2 separate regions of the Mustela erminea genome follow, and region 1 is linked to region 2. The links are chromatin contacts, called in public Hi-C maps. All regions are on one chromosome and are shown on one strand. The core of a region is the stretch at or near the end of the contact, and the rest is flanking DNA. Distances in the headings are between cores, read along the strand shown.

What was found. Hi-C and Micro-C count contacts between places; a contact is called where the count stands out from the background.
Region 1: a Hi-C map of spleen shows a contact between it and region 2, with 7 times the contacts expected there. The contact joins the enhancer-like site here to the promoter of PCBP1 in region 2. A contact is called at or near these places in 3 of 3 Hi-C or Micro-C datasets (fibroblasts, skeletal muscle and spleen).

The regions. Positions count from the first base shown.
Region 1 is chr7:88,563,128-88,565,827 of mMusErm1.Pri, forward strand. No RefSeq gene overlaps it. Among named protein-coding and RNA genes, the nearest start is that of C7H2orf42, 37 kb to the right of the region's middle. Within about 2 kb of position 1,319, the one cell type or tissue checked has open chromatin away from gene starts, as enhancers often do. A contact at or near this core is called in fibroblasts, where this site is marked.
Region 2 is chr7:88,510,853-88,513,552 of mMusErm1.Pri, forward strand. It overlaps PCBP1 (poly(rC)-binding protein 1), which reads left to right and starts at 1,413. Exons shown (of 1, transcript XM_032352356.1): 1 at 1,413-2,700. The coding sequence starts at 1,594. The coding sequence ends at 2,664. It overlaps LOC116595711 (a long non-coding RNA gene), which reads right to left and starts at 714. Exons shown (of 11, transcript XR_004287831.1): 1 at 501-714.

The sequences.
Region 1 (2,700 bases), core at 69-2,568, 52 kb after region 2:
TTCCATTAACACATCCATGACTAAGGCAAAGTTGGGGGAAGCTACCCCTTTTCTGTCTTTTGGAGCCACAAATGCTGCCCTTTATCTGTCACTTAGTCTGGTTTTGCTTTGATACAAATGGCAAGCATGGCCAGAGTGGGGATATGGAGGTGAAGCCCTCAGTGTAATATGCCTTCACACATACCCTATAGAATGGTCCTGAGCATAACATACCCTAGAGAAAGGCTGACTAGGCACTGCCTCTTTCTTGCTAGAACCATGCAACCAAACCTTAGTATGGTCTCCAAGCACACTGGCTCTACCACATCCTTGCTGTGAGGCATGTTATTTAACCTGCTGAACCACAGTTTCCTCTTCTATGCAAAGGGATGATAATTCCACCTGGCTCACAGGACAGGGTGTAGAAATCAAATGAGATGGAAACTTGTGTGAAAAACCTAGCAGGGTCTGTGACACATGCTAAATAAGCATTTTGGGACACATCAGTTTTCCTCCTTCCAGGAGATAGTGTTGCATTCTGTTTACTCAGTTAAACCAGCCTCCTATAAGCTATGGGAGGCTCGCATGTCCTCAGGGATCAGGCCATTCCAAGAAAAATGACTTGGCCACAGCAATGTAATATGAGATGAAGGATCCTGAGAAGGCACAGCAACAAGAGGAAGACAACTGAAGGGTGCCCCAAGACAGTGTGCACCCTGTAGACAGGGGCTCCCAGCAGGAAATCCTGTGGTTCCTCATTAAGTAGTTTCACAGGGGGCTGGCACCCAGGGAAAATTCTAGAAACCACTCCTCCCCAAATTCTGATTAGACCCCAGGTTCAACTCATTAGGTCATGGATGAGCCCTTTGCCCTCTTTCCTTCCAAAGCCACTGCGCAGGTTGTGGAGCGCATAGAAAACGGAAGCCCTGTCTCTTAAAAACCGGTACACGGAACTACACCGTCCCTTAAGGGCACCCAGCGACTAATGCCAGACCCGTGGCAAAAAAGTGGAAATTAATTTTTATATTTTGATTGATCTTCCCTTGTTGAGTAGATCTGTTAAGTGGATGGTGCGATCTGTATCTTACGAAGGACAAAACCGACATTCGAAGATAACTGAATGACTTGCTCAGGGGCTCAGGGAAAACAATAAGCGGGGGGTCGGGATTCAAACCCACGCCTCCGCGCAGGACGCACGTTCTTCCTCTCTCCCCCGAAGGGAGGACCAGCAAGGGGGAGGGCCGGCCAACACTCGGAGGCGGGGGAGGAGGACGGGCTGGGAGGGAGCGGTTACGCCTTCCCCAAAGAGCCGCGCGGTCTGCAGCCGGGGTGCGGCCCGGCCCCACGTGCCCGAGTCCACGCCGCTGCCGGGAGAACGCACCGGTCGCAGCGCGGGCTCGGACCCGCCCCTACGTGGGTGCCAGAAAGTTGGTGCCCGGCCCAAAGGCGGGCCTAGAGGCGCCCGGGACTCCCGCAGCACGTCTGAGAGCGACCCGTGCCCAAGAACGACCTCCTAAGGGCCCCGCGCTGGGCCCGGGGCCGCTTCCCCGGTCCAGACCGCCTCGTCAGCACCTTTTTCAGCCGCCCGGCCTCACAGTGGGTCACGAGGCGGGCGGGGCGCAGTCAGCCGGCGCGCGGCGCCACCTCCTTCCCCTCTCCCTCCCCCGCCCGCCACGTCCCCGGCCCCGCCTCCGAGAGCCAGGCGGGGAACCCCAGTGTCGTCACCACCCTCCAGCACACTCGCCTTCCCGCGCTCTCCAGAAAGGACGCGAAGGTGGTGACGTGTCCCGGCCGCCAGCGAGGCTGCGCAGAAGGCGTCGTCAACAGAACGTGCTGCGGCGCCGCCTGGTGGAAGAAAGAGCGGCCAAACCGGCCGGAAGCGGCGGCGCGGGCGGGAGAAGAACGTGACTGACGTCATCTCGCGGGGGAGGGGGCAACGGGTGGCCGCCGCGTGACAAGCCCCCGCCCGCCGCTACGGGGCGTCTTTCTTTTTCTCTTCCACCTTTCTGTGGAGTGCGGAGTCATTTTTATGCCCATTCTTTTAAGGGTATAACCTTATCTTTTCCGAACTTATCAAAGTAATAGTGTTCGTCATACAAAATTTGGGGAAGAAAAAGGGAAAGGATATGAACAAAATGAATACCAGCATCACACACACCCCTTCATATTTACTTGCAGCCTTTCTGTTACATTAAACAAGCACCATTGGAGCCTCGAGGCTGTTGGAGGGGGGACGGTAGAAGAAGAGAGAAGTGCAAACAATAGGTGAAAGGGTAATAACTACTATGCAGATGAGGACACCGGACTATAGGGCTGAATAACTTGCCCAAGGTCACACAGTTAATAGCGAGTGGTAGAGTCGGGGTTTGAGCCCAGGGCTTAGGAGCAATGAAAAAGTGGTGCTGGAGAGAAGGAAGGAAAAACCCGCGCGGGGAATGTGTGTGGTTACGGACAGACTTTATACTTCTCTGACGCTAGTTGGAACCAGTTCAGAGGAGGCTGGCTAGTGGCTCCAGGCGTTGGAGCAACTTCGTGGGAGCGTGCCATGAAGCAGCGCACAGTAACACGCCGCCTTGAAGTACTTAGGTGCAATGTTCGCTAGTGCTCTAGCAGCCACCACTGACTGCTAGGTGTCATCGACTTCCGGCAAGGCCCTCTCCGACTGGTGGAAGTGAGCGGTGGGAGTCACAGTACCAAGTCAGGTATTGGGTCTTGTTCTCA
Region 2 (2,700 bases), core at 163-2,662:
AGACGCACGGGATGGGGATGGGGGCATTCTGGAGCTTTCGGGTCGACCCCAATTTCTCGTTGGCGACAAATCCAGGACACGTGTCGCCATTTTGTGTTCTGGAAACATGGCGGCCACCCCGTGGGGAAGGAAGGGGGGGCGGAGGGACAGCCACGTTAGCCTCTTTCCCTGCGGGATCCTAAAGCACGCTGCGCACACGTCTGTCTGGGTGCCTTCTGTGTCTGGCTTAGCCGAAGTAAAGAGAAACGGACAAATAAACGTACACGAGCCACCCAAACGACTTTTCTTTAGCGAGAAGAACGTGCGATGGCGAACTGCAAGAAAGGCCTTCCAAGATGGCGGGGCCCGACAGGGGCCGCCCCCGAAGAAAGCGGGGCGCGGCGTCTGCACCAAGAGTAGAAAGGCAGAGCGGGAGCTTAAACGGAACGGGGAAAATCGCAAGAACCACCCCCCCGCACTACTCGGGACCCCTAAAAAAATGCGGTTCCCAAGAGGCACACCATTGTCTTAAATGTCTGACAAGACTGCCACAACTAAAAAGACGCTAGGAGGTGGGGTTTCTCTAGATTCAACCGAAAGAAACTTGCAAAATGCAAACAAAGCATTATGTAAATGGACGCCATTCTTTTTTTATGGCCATGTTTTCCAACACTCCCCAGAAATCAAGTGCAGAGCCGCAACTTGGGCGGCGGTAGGGGGGATTTCGGTCTTTTTCCTCACCGGTCGCCGCTGGGGGACCGGGGCAAGGGTGGGGGCTGGCGCGGGGCGCCCGGGCACCGGGGACGAAGGGGCCCCACGTGCCTGCTCGCGCGCGCTCGCGCGCGCGCACCCGCCCCACAAGCCTCGCCTCGCCGCCCCTCCCCCCCGGAAGACCGCCGCTGCCCCTCCCGTCTCCCCACACCCTCGCGCACGCGCTCTAGCCTCCTCACGCGCACGTTTTAAACCCGCGGCGTCCCAGCTGCCGCCTGCAGTTACTGCCGGGGCTGCCCGTGTCGCTCCGCTTCCAAACCCCTTTTGCAAGGCGGGAAAATAACGTTTCAGCCCCATTCACAACACTAACATTTCAAAACATTTGCCAGTGCCGCTTGAGTTAATAAAATGCACGTTGTTTTAAAACCTTGCCGGGCTCACAGCATCTGCCCATCGGGGCTTTATGTTCAACGCTAGGCTGTTAAAAAGAGTTTTTAAAAACTACCATGTGGAGGTTGGCGCAATCTTGTGACCTAAAAAAGACGGGTCCTCATTTTTTTTCAAGGGGTCCTGCGCGGCAAGCACTTCCGGGGTCAGAGGGTACGCGGGGTTGAAAGCGGGCTTCCCGCCCCGCCCAGACCGCCGAGGCTGCCGCCGGAGTCGCCACCGCCGCGCCCTCGCCCACCCGCCCGCCCGCCGCTCCCGGCCCCGCTCGCCCCCTCCGCCGCCGCCGCCTGCCCCTGCGACGACGCCGCGGCCTCCCGCCCGCGCCCGCTCGCTCCCGCGGCCCTCGCTCGCCTCGCGCCGGCAGTTTTGGGCCTACACCTCCCCTCCCCCCGCCAGCCACCAAAGACTTGACCACGTAACGAGCCCAACTCCCCCGAACGCCGCCCGCCGCTCGCCATGGATGCCGGTGTGACTGAAAGTGGACTAAATGTGACTCTCACCATTCGGCTGCTTATGCACGGAAAGGAAGTAGGAAGCATCATTGGGAAGAAAGGGGAGTCGGTTAAGAGGATCCGCGAGGAGAGTGGCGCGCGGATCAACATCTCGGAGGGGAATTGTCCGGAGAGAATCATCACTCTGACCGGCCCTACCAATGCCATCTTTAAGGCCTTCGCTATGATCATCGATAAGCTGGAAGAAGATATCAACAGCTCCATGACCAACAGCACGGCGGCCAGCAGGCCCCCGGTCACCCTGAGGCTGGTGGTGCCGGCCACCCAGTGCGGCTCCCTGATTGGGAAAGGCGGGTGTAAGATCAAAGAGATCCGCGAGAGTACGGGGGCCCAGGTCCAGGTGGCGGGGGATATGCTGCCCAACTCCACTGAGCGGGCCATCACCATTGCTGGCGTGCCGCAGTCTGTCACCGAGTGTGTCAAGCAGATCTGCCTGGTCATGCTGGAGACGCTCTCCCAGTCTCCGCAAGGGAGAGTCATGACCATTCCGTACCAGCCCATGCCGGCCAGCTCTCCAGTCATCTGCGCGGGCGGCCAAGATCGGTGCAGCGACGCTGCGGGCTACCCCCATGCCACCCATGACCTGGAGGGACCACCTCTAGATGCCTACTCGATTCAAGGACAACACACCATTTCTCCGCTCGATCTGGCCAAGCTGAACCAGGTGGCAAGACAACAGTCTCACTTTGCCATGATGCACGGCGGGACCGGATTCGCCGGAATTGACTCCAGCTCTCCAGAGGTGAAAGGCTATTGGGCAAGTTTGGATGCATCTACTCAAACCACCCATGAACTCACCATTCCAAATAACTTAATTGGCTGCATAATCGGGCGCCAAGGCGCCAACATTAATGAGATCCGCCAGATGTCCGGGGCCCAGATCAAAATTGCCAATCCCGTGGAAGGCTCCTCTGGTAGGCAGGTTACTATCACTGGTTCTGCTGCCAGTATTAGTCTGGCCCAGTATCTAATCAATGCCAGGCTTTCCTCCGAGAAGGGCATGGGGTGCAGCTAGAACAGTGTAGGTTCACTTAAAACCCCTTTCTGCTGT